3 separate regions of the Mus musculus genome follow, and regions 2 and 3 are each linked to region 1. Evidence: chromatin contacts called from public HiChIP or PLAC-seq and promoter capture Hi-C data. All regions are on one chromosome and are shown on one strand. The core of a region is the stretch at or near the end of the contact, and the rest is flanking DNA. Distances in the headings are between cores, read along the strand shown. Region 1 holds the start of Zfp607a (zinc finger protein 607A). Region 2 holds the start of 9530053A07Rik (RIKEN cDNA 9530053A07 gene). Region 3 holds the start of Eid2 (EP300 interacting inhibitor of differentiation 2).

Evidence for each region. Promoter capture Hi-C pulls out the DNA fragments that hold promoters and counts their contacts. HiChIP or PLAC-seq counts read pairs in DNA pulled down with a chosen protein or histone mark.
Region 2: an H3K27ac HiChIP or PLAC-seq map of embryonic stem cells shows a contact between it and region 1, with 3 times the contacts expected there. The contact joins the promoter of 9530053A07Rik here to the promoter of Zfp607a in region 1. A contact is called at or near these places in 3 of 39 promoter capture datasets (embryonic stem cells, hippocampal neurons and trophoblast stem cells), 2 of 115 datasets of contacts at active chromatin or transcription factors (both in embryonic stem cells) and 1 of 9 other capture datasets (embryonic stem cells).
Region 3: a contact with region 1 is called in a promoter capture Hi-C map of neural stem cells. The contact joins the promoter of Eid2 here to the promoter of Zfp607a in region 1. A contact is called at or near these places in 2 of 39 promoter capture datasets (hippocampal neurons and neural stem cells) and 3 of 115 datasets of contacts at active chromatin or transcription factors (bone marrow-derived macrophages, microglia and pancreatic cancer cells).

The regions. Positions count from the first base shown.
Region 1 is chr7:27,858,124-27,862,977 of GRCm38.p6, forward strand. It overlaps Zfp607a (zinc finger protein 607A), which reads left to right and starts at 2,462. Exons shown (of 5, transcript NM_001024726.2): 1 at 2,462-2,633; 2 at 4,414-4,466. The coding sequence starts at 4,434.
Region 2 is chr7:28,128,055-28,133,009 of GRCm38.p6, forward strand. 9530053A07Rik (RIKEN cDNA 9530053A07 gene) reads left to right here and starts at 1,412. Exons shown (of 20, transcript NM_001164655.1): 1 at 1,412-1,428; 2 at 1,768-1,824; 3 at 3,365-3,714. The coding sequence starts at 1,770. It also overlaps the pseudogene Gm21925.
Region 3 is chr7:28,266,314-28,271,194 of GRCm38.p6, forward strand. It overlaps Eid2 (EP300 interacting inhibitor of differentiation 2), which reads left to right and starts at 1,568. Exons shown (of 1, transcript NM_198425.2): 1 at 1,568-2,855. The coding sequence starts at 1,642. The coding sequence ends at 2,352.

The DNA of each region.
Region 1 (4,854 bases), core at 1,212-3,711:
TGATCCAAAAGCCAGTGAAACAAAACCCAAGCTTTGCAGAAGCAGTTACCTGGGTTGGGCTGGGGACTCCTTGCCTACAGTGTCTGCATTAGTAATCAGCCTGTTGGATATCTTAAAATAGATGGAGTCTTTATTTTTTTTATAAGTGCTGGTATTTATATTTTTCAAAAAATAGCATGAAAAAAAGGAAGCTTTAAACAGAAACATCTTCAGGTGATGAGCATTTCTGCCACAGGTGTGTGGACAGGAACACACAGTCACCCTGATTCCATTTAAGTTTAACTGTCTCCATTTTTATTCACTTGCATTCATAGGTGATGATGCTGTCCAAATCAACTCTGCTCTGTTGCTTTTCTGGATTTCTTCTGTCAGTTATTGAGGCTGAAAACTTATGTATGCGATACTGGATTTGGTTGTTATTTCTTATTGTTCTAGTATGTTTTCCCCGTCTTCGTGTTATAAAGGTGTGGTATTAGGAGTATACTCAGAGTTTATTTTAGTTTGCTTGTTTTGGTTTTGGTTTTTGGTTTTTCGAGACAGTTTTCCTGTGTAGTACTGGTTGTCCTGTAACTCACTCTGTAGACCAGGCTGGCCTTGAACTCACAGACATTCTCCTGGCTCTGCCTCCCTAGGCCTTGGATTAAAGGCATGTGCCACCATAATCTGAGTGTATTTTAGTTCTTAGGGTTTCACTGGGTAGCCCTCGGTGGCCTCTTCTCACAGACATGCAGCTGGCTGTGCCTCCCCATTGCTGGGATAGAAGGCATTGCTACCACGCCCAGCCATGTTTACTGTCACTTGATGACTGACTTGCCCTCTTTATTATCACTGGCAATGTCCTTTGGCCCAAAATCTGCCTCGACTTTAAAATCAAATTTAGTCTCCTTTTGACTATGTGAGGATGGTCACTTTGAATCTGCTGGAGTATTTATCTTTAACATTTTTTCTGTAGTAAACACATGGCTGGGTCTGACTTGTTTTTCAATCTAATGTGACAAACCTATACTTCGGCGTTTAGATAATTTACATTTTACTGCGGTTACTTTTATTACTAGCGTGGTCTAGTCTCGTCAACATTTGTTTACTCACATTCTGGAAAATTCGTGTAAATACAGGAGACAACAAAAGTAGTTTTGAAAGTTCAATAGTGTCACGTTACAATAAATAGGGTTTTCTAAAAACACGTGTATGTTTTTGTTTAGGCTACCTGGACATGCTAGTCCTTCATCCACTCAGTCCAACATGATGTAAGTGACTGCCTAATGGGCACAGCTCTGTTGATGCATACCGATCTGGCTCTCACTCACATTCTCCCGTCTAGATAACAGATGCTATGGTCTGACTCCCCTGCTCCCCAGCATAGCTGCAGCCATTCTGTTCTATGCCTGCCAGCTATTTCACAGTGTTGCTGTAACATGCCTGCCAGTCACTGACATAGAGAAGTGACTGAGCTCAGGGACACGCTGGCCACATACCCTGTTTTGTTCTGTGTGCTCTCAATGATCTGTATGAGGTTTGCTTATCTTATTTCACAAAGCTGTATGTAGGACCCATTGAATCAAAGGTAAATAGCAACTGTTATGTCTAAAATATCTTGAGTAAAGCTGACCACTGGGCAGCTCTTCCTGTACCTGCATATGAGCTCAGTGTTTTTTTTTTTTTTTTTTTTTTTTTTTTTTTTTTTTTTTTTTTTGGGGCTGACATTGAAGAATGCTGCTAATAAGCCAAAAAGTTTTAATACTCATGTTCTGTTATCTCACTGTTCTGAAATTCCCCAGTTCACCACCCATCCACCCCCCACCTTACTCAGGTCCTATCAGCTTAAAGGTTGCTAAAAATATACTTTGCCTAGGAAGCCAACAGCTCCCCTCCCTGCCCTTTAAACGTTTGAACCTGGTTTCTCATATAAAAAGCCTACCCTGAGAGCAGACCAGTACTACAATTAGGCTCCCGAGTCCTTTTTGCAGTCCTGAACTCCAGTATTATGGTACGTGTTTAATACACTAGTCTTGCTTAACTGAGATTGGTGTATGTATATAAGGTTTGAGTGGCGACTTCCTGAACTCCAACACAGCGACAATGAACCCTGGGAGTGTCTAGAACTTCTGTTTCTCTCTGAAATCGCTAAACTACCCACGTTCAAACCCAACAATTCTTTAGTTCAGTCTTTTCCAATTTACCATAGTCCCCACCAGAGCACAGCGAGGTGGAATCCCACTCAGTCTCAAGCAAAGATACAGCCAATTACAGCCTGATTTGATCTTACTTCTTTTGAACTTTAAAACTTCAGTTTGTCTGTCAGCTCCACAGGAGAGAAAATCAGTTACTAGTAGAACCCGGAACTATTTTGATCACAGGAGGGAGCCTCCCCTTTAAAGTCGGGGAGTACCCCCCTCCCCCTGGGAACTCTCACAAGCCACAGGACGCAGCTCTCAAATGGGCTGGGCCAAGTTGCATGCTGGGATCTCTCTGGAGCCCTGGGCTTCTCGGATCTCCGGTAGCGAGGGCTGTAGTTTTCAGGGCCACCATGGCAAGAAGTAGTGGATAGGCTCTGGGTGTCCTGGTGCCGCTAATGCGGAAAGTCCGATCTTTCTGGTCGGAGGAAGAAATCTCTAGTTGGCTTCGGTCTCCACGTAAGGCGGGAACCAGCCGGCTGGGTGTGGATGTGGACCGCGGTGTGGGGTGGTTGTGTATTTATGTGTGGGGGGACGGTGCTGCTGCAGGTGGTGGTGGTGGTGGTGGTGGTGGTGGTGTGTGTGTGTGTCTGTCTGTCCGAGTGTGCACACTTTGAGCTCTCTGCATTATCTCTGTCACCCAGTGTCACCCGGCTTGTTGCTCTCTGCTCCTACTTTCTCCCCTGGCCACAGGGGCTGAAGCAGAGGACCAAGCTTCTGAGAGAAGAGTCCGCACTGAAGGGAAGCTTTCCCTGAGGCCCAGAGTTGAGCATGGGAGGAGCATTTCAGGCCGGAAGAGTCTCCAGGGTTGCTTAAGAGAGCAGGCAGCTACTTGTTGAGCCCCAGGACTTTCCCAGAGCCCTATCCTAGCCACGTGAGTGTTGACAGAGTAGCAGAAAGTGCTCCCTGAGGATGCTCTCAGATATAGTCTGGGATCTCGCGCTTATTCAGGCTCCGTGCCTCAGCCATTACAAAGGAGGGCTGAAGTAGAATAAGGACTTTATTGCTGCACATCAAAGATTAAAGAATGAGCTTGTGCTTTGTTTGAAAATGAGGTTTTAGTTTTAGAATATGGAATTGTCAGTAACTGAAGGAGGGACAGGCAAATTGATACCTCCACCATTGTGTCCCTTACATTGTCCCTTCCCTTTCCACTTAGTATTCGCATTATCCTTCCAATGACATCCCTTGACATCGTCTCTCTACAATCACTTCTTTTTCTGAACAAATTATAGATAGGAGTCTCCAGAGGTTAGCGTTAGGGCTTTTACATCCCGATCTGTTAAATTGGCGCCTATTTCAATGGCATCACTCATCCTATCTTTACAGGCCTGCCTCTCAAAGCAGCAGAAAACTGCAGGTGGTTGACTATGTCTGTTCACCATTTCAGCTGGGAAAGTGATAGCACTGAATTTGGCATCTTTGAGAGCTAGTGATTTTCTGAGTGTGTGTGTGTGTGTGTGTGTGTGTGTGTGTGTGTGTAATGGGTAACACTGGCCAGATCCAGATGAGCAATGCCGTCCGTGGCTGATAGTGGGTGTGGATCTGTGGTATCAGGTTGAAGTCTTGGTTCTGTCCCCTCAGGCTCTCCAGGCCTGTCAGGAACCTTAGGATGCCTGTGGTGAAGCCTGTTAGTGCAATGCCGCCATATCCTAAGGGCCTGGTGTGCTTTAGTTGTTGCTCTGTGAGGCCATCTTGGGTTCATTCCCCTCAGTGTTCTGCAGGACAAGGGAGTGTGAGAAACAATGCGATTGCTGGGCAGTGGTGGTGCACACCTTTGATCCTAGCACTTGGGAGGTAGAGGCAGGTGAATTTCTGAGTTCCAGGCCAGCCTGGTTTACAGAATGAGTTCCAGGACAGCCAGGGCTACACAGAGAAACCCTGTCTCTACAAAAAAAAAAAAAAAAAAGCGGCCCAGGTGCAGGGCGAGCTGGAGCTCAGGGTGGAAGATGGGTCCCTTCTGCTGGCCTCTTCTGGAGGAGTTCAAGGCAGACATGTTTGTGCCCTGCACTCCCACACTGCCCCCTTGGCCGTGGGTTGTCTGGGTTAGGGGGGGATTGGCTTTGTGTAGACTCCTGTGTGCTTCCAATTTGTGTGTGGGAGGCTGTGAGCGGTGGGAGGGGAGAGAGTGAGTGGGGAGGCTTGAGAAATAAATGTAGTCGATGACATCACAGTGACAGAAGTCAGCCTGGGAACATCAAGTCACAATGCAGTGAATGGCTTTCTTTTTGTCCCCCAGGAGAGGAAGCCTGAAGAAGAATGGCCAGCTCCAGTTCTCAACACATGGTCTGTGTAAGTTGACAGTTTTCTCTTTGACATAGGGTGACTTCAGGTTATGTGACTCCTGCCCTCTTTCCCTCTTGAAGCTTCCCAAGGATCCGGATTCCCCCAGCCCAGTCTGCCCCTTTCCAGTGAGGGCTGGCAGGTCTGAGCACTTCCTGTCTGTGCCTCTTCCCAGCGTGCACTGCGGTTGACTTTGAATGCGTTCCTCCACGTGTGCTCTCTGCTTGGTCTGTGCTCAGGGAGGACTGTCCCTGCAGTGGAGGTGTCAGTCCCACAGGGAAACAGGGGCCTTGAGGGCTTCAGAGCTTTGAGGGGATGGTCTCATTGAGTGCCCTGGGAAACCTGATTGACATCTGTGGTGTTGTTAGGCTAATGACCCTGGGAGTTATGGAAGACT
Region 2 (4,955 bases), core at 162-2,661, 270 kb after region 1:
CTCAACTCGATTTTTCTTGGGCAGCATGTAGCAAGGGTCTTTACCAGAATGGAGCATAAATAGCCTTTACCCCAATTCCCAATTGTCTCTATTGTCCCAAGTCTCTATTGTCCACATTTCTATTGGCATTTTGGCCAACTTCAAATTTTTCCATCACATTAGCCCTATATGCTCAGCTACCACCCCCAAAATCCTTCCACAAGCACAAGAACCACATGGTCAGGTTTAATTACACTAAAACCTGATCTTCTCTGGACCAATTTTCTGTATCTGTAACATTTATCTTTGTTGTGATAAAACACCTGAGAGAAGTAATGAGAGAAGAAATTCTTTTGGCTCATGGTTTGAGGGAGTACAGTCTATCATGGGGCATCATGGCTGGAGTGACTCCCTCCAAAGCAGGAGCATGGGTGGCTGGTCACCTCAAGCAAGCAAGAATCAGAGCAGGACAGAAGCAGGGACATGTATAACCTGCGAGGCTTGACCCTAGTAGCTTGCTTCTATTTATGAGGCCTTATGTCCGAAACCTCCTATTCCACAACTTCACAAAGTTACTGGTTACTGACAACCACATGTTAAAATACAATAGCCTGGGAAGACATTTCAGATTCAACCAATAATGTCATGGTTTGTACTGGCCTTTTGGGAGTCACTGACTATATCCCAGAAAGCTCAAATTCCCTCTGCTACTTTTTCTGCACCCTGATGTTCCATATCATATCTTAAGAAAATTCTCGATTAGGTGAGAGGAAGGCATATATTCACCCCAAGATTAGCCAGTCCCTTCTTCATGGAGAGAGATGGGTTAGGGGATATCTCAAATACCAAACCAAATAATTTTCTGAGATTGGAACATCATGCCCTACACAAGACTCAAAGCCAGGGCCTCAGACTATACATCCCTAGAAAACTATACTCACTGGTATTTAGAAACAAGATGTGGGTGGCTTCGGACCAGGGATCAGCCCATGGGGACTGTAAGGAGCCAGAACCCGGATATGGACCTTTAGATATTGTTATAAGTAAGGACTAAAGATCGGAATCTGGCCAGGAAGCCAACAAACATAACCAATGCTACATCACCCTCCGATCCCCATTACCTTGCTCAGGGAACCCAGTCCACTGGCACACTACTCTCCAGCTGTCCCTCTAAAGACAGCACTCTTTCAAGACCAGAGTTTTCCATAGCTCCTGGGGTGCAGCCACCATCTGATCTCACAGTCATCTCAGAACACAGGCTGTAGACTTATCCTTTGCCCTTCACAAGACTTCAGGACTCACTATTCCCTCTGGCCTGATATCAGCAGCCTCCTCCAGGAAGCTGGCACCATCTGCCTGGAAGATGGCCAATGGTGTGGCCCGAGGGAACAAGAAACGGGACTATATAGCTCAGTCCCCAGCCTGTTCCCGCAGCTCCGGGACCTGCAGGTGAGAAGAGATGGGGCTCTCTACGGAAGTAGGATGGATACTGTCCTCTCTTGCCTTTCTTTCTAGACCTCCTATCTTTCCCCTCAAGGCATCTGAATATCCAGTTCTCCCACCCATTTCCCTGGATTCAAAACCTCTAGCTCACTCCCTGCTACACTGGACAGCTCCCCACAGCCTGCTCACACCTGGTCCTATCCACCCAACTTCTGTCCCTACCCCAGCCTTCCTTGCCTCCAAGTACCCACTATGCTGGGTCTGCCCCCTTTTGTGATCTCCATGACAGTCTCCAACAGGACAGTAGGACAGCCTTATCTGAGCCTCCATCTCTCCCTGCTGCAGATATGGGATCCCTGTGGAGCTGTTGGGCACTCTGGGCTGGAGCAACCCTCCTATGGGGTAAGTCAGATTGAACCTCATCCACGTCCTGGGGCCTTGGACCATGGGAAACTGACCTGCCTGGGTCGGCATCTTTCATTTGTAAACCTTTCATAAACCCTGTCCCAGCCCCTCCCAGGCTGCAGTGGAAGTGAGAACATGCAAGAAATGAGGTGGGAGCCCCCACTCCATGTTTGGAGTGTTGAGAGTCTACCTGCTTCGATTGTTACGTGATTCTGTCTAAACTTCCATGATCCTCAACTTCCCTTCATCATCTTGCACCAAGATCTATTAAAACAGGAATCATACCAGCAACTGAATCCGGTCAGAGTGTATGCTCTCACAGGACTTTAAAGGGGGTGTGGGGTCTCAGACTTCATGTAAAGAGTCGGCTAACCAACCAGTTTCATCAGAAAAGTAGAAAATGTAGCATCAAAAATAAATCACCACAGCCAGGCATGGTGGTGCAAGCTGCTGTTTTATCCCAGCATCCAGGAGGCAGAGGAAGGTGGATCTCTGTGCATTTGAGGCCAGTCTAATCTACAGAGTGAGTTCTAGATCAGCCAGGGATACTTAGTTACTAAACCATAAGTGCAGTCAGCAAAAAAAAAAAAAAAAAAAAAACAAAAACAAAAACAGTGGCACCTTACTCGAGGTGAGTATGCTGCTTTGGCATCTACAGTCACCACCTGGACTGTCTCACACCGTTCTGTCCCTCGTCTGACCCTGCAGTGTCTGAGTTCAAGAGCCCTGTACAAGGTGCTCAGGCTTTGGGGCAGCCAAAGCCAGGAAGGCTCGGAGGTGGATGCTGCATACGTTAGGAAGGACATGGAAGCATAGGGAGAATTACTTCAACTGGTGCTCAGGAAGGCCCAGGGGCTGGGTTTGTAACGGGGAGGAACTAGGTAGCTGGACCCACAACTGCGTTTTCTTCAGGGTTGACCCGGGAGGCCACAGAAGACCCCAGGAATACTGGTGGGGAAGAATTCCTCACGGCCTTCCTGCAGAATTCACAGCCTGGGAACAGCAATTAATTATATAGGCTCAGTTATAAGCAATCTATGCTTTAACTTGTTAAAATATGCCAATGTCTCCCTCAAATGTCTGTGGAGAAACTGTGATTGTCAGACCCATATCACAGGACACCGTAGCCAGAGCACTGAACATAATCTCTCCAATGGCCCAGTGGTGGACGCTTGAGCTAGGACTTCTACTAAGGTCACCTCTACGACAGTTGTCTCCATTTTGCTAAAGACTCCATCTTTCATTTCCTATCCTCTGGCAACTTCTAGCCTGGTGGGATATCAAACTATAAACAGTTTAATGTTTCATCAGTTGCTCCTGGTCCTTCTTCACTACTTGACATTGCTCTGGACCAAGCTGTGTTGAACTGTGGAAGCAGAAACCCTGGGAGAGGAGCTTTCTCTGTGAGCCTGCAAACCTCAGTTTCCATGCCTGTACAAGGGGTGTTCTTGAGCCAACAGTGCATAGTCCACACTGTAGGAGGCCGCAGGTGTCTGTCTCAGGTACATTTCTAACTCCAACTCTCTTCCCTCCACAGCTCTGCTCACCCCAGCAGAGGCATCCTGCCAAGGCATTCAGTGTGCACCTGGGCAGCGCTGCCAGATGGTGAGTGGGAAGGCTAAGTGTTTGGCAGAGTCCACAGCTGTCTGCCGTGCCCAGGGTGATCCCCACTATACCACCTTCGATGGCCATCGCTATGACATGATGGGCACCTGCACCTACACCATGGCTGAGCTGCGCAGCAGCAAGGACTCCCTGCTGGCCTTTAAAGTAGACGCCAAGAATGAGCACCGGAGCTCCAACAAAGTCTCCTACGTGCGCTTAGTCACTGTGCATGCCTACAACCACACCGTGTCCCTGATCTATGGAGAAGTTGGCCTTGCGAAGGTGAGTTCCCCAAGGCTGTGAGTTTAAGGTTAACCAAGCCAAAAAAGCAAAAGGAGCTATAGCCTTGGTGTTAGACCCCAAACCATCCCCTTTCACCACCATCCAAATAAGCCAACTGAAGGGATGGGTGGTGGTGGCAGTGAGCATTGGAAAGAGAGTCACTCAACATGACTACTTTGGGAAGTAACCCTGAAATCTCTCTTGAAAGTAATGACAAGGATGTTGTGGCCTAAAAGGAGCAGGAAACAAAGCAGGTGCTTGAGCTGTGCACAGCAGAGAGCGCTGTTAGCCATGCTTAAGGTTTGAATGAATGCTATTCAGCTCTGGTTCTACAAGGGCTCTGGAAAAGATGGTATCACTGTCATTTCTTGAGGGGATCAATCTTTTTCCCTCAAAGTGATTACTTTGGCCCAAAATGTGTGCCTTGACCACAGTAGTTCACATCTGGGGGTGATCTCAACGTGGTAACCAGTCCTGTGAGGCTTGCTGTTGCGTATGAGTAGTTTCACACACCCCCAACCTCCCTGTTATATAGATGTTTATTGGTCTATAGAAGCATAGAGAGTGTTTTGAGGAGAGAAATGAAAATTAGAGGCTCGGCAGGATCAAAGAAGAGGGCTTAGAGAGATGGCTTGGCAGTTAACAGAACTCACTGTTCTTCAAAATGGCTGGAGTTCAATGCCCAGCCCCCATTGTCAGGTGGGTCACAGACACCTGCAAGTCCAGTTCTGGGGGAGCTGATGCCCTCTTCTGGCCTCTGTGGGCACTGTGAGTATGTTCATATCCATCCATTAGCAGCGTATGTCCTGAACTTAGTGGCACTCTACTGTCAGCATGGGAGTACTATAAAGTGACCAGTCAGGTGATCAAACTTTTGGAACTGTGGTTTGGATTTCCTTGAGCACCTCCTGTTACACAAAGCATTGCTGTTTTAAGTGAGGAAATGGTGCTCTTTCTTTAGAAGAACCCCCAACAGGCTCCATCTGGAATCCCATCATCCCTTTCTGCAGGGTCAGCAATATGGTGGTGTTCAGGGCAGGGGGCGGGGGCGGAGTCACCCTCTTCCTAGGTACACTTCACTTCCGTGTTATTTTACTTGCATTTTCTGCCTCTCTGGTCAAACTCACTTGAGCATTGAGTTCACAACGTGAGTCACTGTTGTGGACCGTGAAACTGGACATTCTGGTCCATACAGGAAACTGAGTTGAGTGGTCAGCCAGAGTGCACTGTAATGGCTGTAG
Region 3 (4,881 bases), core at 318-2,817, 410 kb after region 1:
GAGAGGAGACAGATGCGGCACATTCTGCAAATGGCAATTAGTAAAGGCTCAAAGGGAAACCCCCGTGATAGGATGAGGTGTTTAATTTTGATTGGACAGGTTGATTTGGATAGGCAAAGGGAGCTTTTGATTGCTGGACTTCAGTGCTTTGATAGCTGGACCTTGATAGCCAGCTTCAGGAGGAGGATGTGATCTTACAGTTTTCTTAGCAAAGCATTGGGAACAGGAGAGAAGGGCAAGGCCTGCCAGAGCCGTGTTTGCCAAGCTCTGGACAGCTAGAGCCGCTTCGCTTTCCAAAAGTTGTGTTCACAACTCGGGGTCTGACTTGGGGAAAGAGTGATATTTAAAAGAATCCACAAAGGAAAGCAGATAATTGACTAAATGACATAAGTGACGGGAAGGACGTGGCTGCTAGTATACATCAAAATGTTGAGCAGTCACCAAAGGTCTCGAGTGCCCTGTGAGCAGCCGACTCACAGGACACGCCTGCTCTCCCTTACTGTCCCGTTCTTTTCTCAACATGTTCGCACGCACGAAGACTTCAGAGAACAACTTTTGGGTGTCATTTTTTTCCTTCCACCATGTGGGTTTCTGGGATTGAACACAAGTAGTCATCAGATTTTGGGGAAAGTGACTTTACCCACTGAGCCATCTTGTTGGCCTTTATGGTTCAGTTGTAAGTCTATCTATTTATGTTTTGCCTTTAATTGATAAATCATAGTAGAGTTAATAGGTTAGTATAGTTAATAATAACCTGTACTAGGTTAGTTAACTATCGAGGCATAGTGAGACATGCCTATCATCCTAGACTCAAGAAGCAGAGGCAGGAAGATCAGGAGTTCAAGGCCATCCTTAGCAGTCTGAGCTTCGTGAAACTGTTTCAAAAACACAACCAAGAGACCAGAGACCTGGCTGCAAGGTTAAGAGCACTGGCTACTCTGGTAAAGGTTTAATCACAGCACCCAGCAGGGTTTCCGTAACTCCAGTTCCAGAGGATCCAGCGCCCTCTTCTGGCTTCTGTTGGCATTGTATTATGTGGTACACATATAAACATGGAAGCAAACCATCATGCCCATAAAATAAAATACATACAAATAAAGAAAACTTTTTTTTGTTTTTGTTTTTTTTTTTGGTTTTTTTTTTTTTTTTTTTTGGTTTTTTCGAGACAGGGTTTCTCTGTATAGTCCTGGCTGTCCTGGAACTCACTCTGTAGTCCAGGCTGGCCTTGAACTCAGAAATCTGCCTGCCTCTGCCTCCCTAGTGCTGGGATTAAAGGCGCGCGCCACCACGCCCGGCAAGAAAACTTTAAAGACTAATTTTAAAACTAAAATTAAATTTAGAAACTTAAACCGATTGGTAGAAATGTGAAAGAGACCCCCCCCCTTCAACAGAAAGGATGCAACCGCTCTTCTGACTGCTAGGTAGCAATCTCAAGGCTCGCCAGCAAATGCCCGGAGGACACGCGTGCGCACTGCTCCTCGGCTTCGCCGTTGGAGCTACGCCTGCGCAGACGGCGAGACACGCGACCCCCTACCCGTGCGCATTGCGCTCGTGGACGCGCCCTCGCGTGCACGCCCCGCGCCTCACGGCCCCGTTCTTCCCGGGTCTCAGCGAGCAGCGGTGCTGACCCCGCGGTCCGACATGTCGCAGCTGCCCGCAGTCAGCAGCGCCCCGCAGACGGGAGCAGCGAGCCGCGACCGCCGGCTCCCGCAGGCCGAGGTAGGCGGCGGGCGGCGTGCGCTCCCGGGTCCGGCGCGACCTGGGGAGACCCGGGGACGCCCAATGGCGGCGGCCCGGGAAGGCCCCGCAGCCCCGGCGGCGGCTGCCAGGGGAGGCCGGGTGGCTGCAGCCCGGGAAGGCAGGGCGGCGGCGGCCCGAGGAGGCCCTGGGGCGGCGCCCCGGGGCGGCGCAGCGGCCCGCGAAGGCCCGGCGGCGGCGGCGGCGTCCAGGGAAGCCCGGATGGCAGAGGTGGCCCGGCTGCTGGGCGATCCGCTGGAGGAGGAGGCTCCGGAGGGCAGGCCCCGGTCCAGGGCGGGCGGCCTGGCGGCGATGCCGTACATGCGCTTCCGCCACCCCCTCAGCGTCTTGGGCATCAATTACCAGCAGTTCCTGCGCCACTACCTGGAGAACTACCCGATCGCCCCCGGCCGGATCCAGGAGCTGGAGGAGCGCCGGCGGCGCTTCGTGGAGGCCTGCCGAGCCAGGGAGGCAGCCTTCGACATAGAGTACCTGCGTAACCCCCAGAGGGTGGATTTTGACATTTTAACGTTTACCATAGCCCTGACTGCATCAGAGGTGATCAATCCTCTAATAGAAGAACTGGGTTGCGATAAGTTCATCCACAGAGAGTGAAGAGTCGGACTGCGGGGAGGGCACGGCACCAAGACCTCCGCATCCAAGTGAAACCCCATCCTGCAACTTGGTTTTAAGAAATCAAACGGATCTTGAGAGGCAGCGCTTCCTCAGAGGGAGGAAAAGCGTCAGAAAATTGGGGGTGGGGAGGGAAAGCATCGTAGACTCCTACCGTTTCTTGAGTTTATGATCAGTTGAAATTTCTTGTGTTATGGAAAAGGTCCATCCTCGTGGCTTCGTTAATAAGTAAAGGACGGTTTTGTAAAACTGTAAAGACTTAAAATTGCCAGTAGTAGAGCCCACGACGAAGAAGACTCGAAGAGAAAGCTGGTTTTAGGACGAGGTTTCTGTGGAGAACTTGACCTTGTCAGAGCAGGCAAAGTCTTCACGTCAGCGTCAACAAGCGTGTATAGTGTAAGAGGGATTTTGTGTCTCAGACATTGTGAATGGCGAACAACATAAATATTGTATATAGTATGTGATAAATCGTGTTTCCAAACATACCAATTTTCTGGGATTTTATTTTCCATTTTTCAAAAGTTTTTTTTTTCCGTCATTGCTTTGTAATTAATCTATTCCTAAGTCCCAAGACTATGAAGGATTGAGAGTCTTCTGTCCTTCTCTCCTTGTCCCCATGCCTCATGCAGCCTCTGAAGGCAGTTTCCGTCCTTGTTTCCTTTTTTATACACATTTTATTTCTCAGCAGAGTTGACAGATTTTGGTTTGGATATTGTGATTTCTTATGAAGATACCGTGAAGAACCTTCCCGACCAGTATATTTACTCCTTAGGGCTATATTTTGTGGTTATGCTGTTATGAACCAGGAATATACTGGTGGACGGTGGGCTTTTTCCCATCGGTTTCTCCTGGCAGTATGGCGCCACCTCTGGTAGGTTGGCGCCTGCGCACACCAACGGGCCCGTGGGCAGGCACATACTGCTTCCGTTCTGAACACATTTTTCATGTCTACCATCCCAAGGTGGAATAAGTCTTATACTTGATGGTGTTATATACCTACTACTTTTTGGGGTTTTTTGGTTTTTTCGAGACAGGGTTTCTCTTTATAGCCCTGGCTGTCCCGGAACTCACTTTGTAGACCAGGCTGGCCTCGAACTCAGAAATCCGCCTGCCTCTGCCTCCTGAGAGCTGGGATTAAAGGCGTGCGCCACCACGCCTGGTTTTGTTTTGTTTTGTTTGTCTTTTAAGTTTCCATAAAATTGACGGTTCGTCTCACTAGCTTCTTAGGCTTTTTGTTCTTGATAATCTCTGTAGCCTGATGTCTAGAGGTGACAGTCCTGGGCCAAAGGCTTGCCTTTGTAACTTTACAGATGCAGCTAATTGGCCCCTTGGTGCTCCCACCAGTGATCGATAATTGGATGTTTTCTGACTCCCTAGCCAATATGCTCAACCATCAGATGCACAGTGCTTACCAGACTGACGGTAGAAAAAAAAGATATAGCGGTTGTAAGGTTTTTATTGTAAGTTATCTTTTCACTTTAGAATGAAAAGGTGGGGGGATGGAGAGATGGCTCAGCGGTTAAGAGCACTGACTGCTCTTCCAGAGGTCCTGAGTTCAAATCCCAGCAACCACATGGTGGCTCACAACCATCCGTAATGAGATCTGGCACCCTCTTCTGGAGTGTCTGAAGACAACTATAGTGTACTTACATACAATAAACAAATCTTAAAAAAAAAAAAAAAAAAAAGGAAAAGGTGAAGCCGGTGTGGTGGTGAATGCCTTTAATCTCAGCACTTGGGAGGCAGAGGCAGATTTCTGAGTTCAAAGCCAGGCTGGTCTACAAAGTGAGTTCCAGGACAGCCAGGGCTACACGATGAAACCCTGTCTCGAAAAAAAAAAGAAACAAAAGGTGGGTCAATGATAGCACACTTGCCTAGAATCCCCCAGTGAGGGGCTGGGGGCGTGGCTCAGTGGTAGAGCCCCTGCCTAGAATCCCCCAATGAGGGGCTGGGGGCGTGGCTAGACCCCCCCAGTGAGGGGCTGGGGGCGTGGCTCAGTGGTAGAGCCCCTGCCTAGAATCCCCCAGTAAGGGGTTGGGGCATGGCTCAGTGGTAGAGCCCCTGCCTAGAATCCCCCAGTGAGGGGTTGGGGCATGGCTCAGTGGTAGAGCCCCTGCCTAGAATGTACAAGTCTCTTGGGTCTGATCCCACCCCCAACACACACCACAAAAATCTAGTTCCTTTTCCTCTCTCATGACTGTCCAGATTTTTGTTGTAGTTGTTGTTTTGGTTTTGGTTTTTTCGAGACAGGGTTTCTCTGTGGAGCTCTGGCTGTCCTGGAACTCACTCTGTAGACCAGGTTGACCTCGAACTCAGAAATCTGCCTGCCTCTGCCTCCCAAGTGCTGGGATTAAAGGCGTGCGCCACCATCACCCTGGTGAATGTCCACATTTTTTACCCATTTCTCCCCTTAATAATTCCCTTAATGGCTGTAGTAGCTTACTATTATTAGTGACATTAGGTATAACAATAGTTTGTGATATGAGTTACAAATATATTTTTTTCTAGTTA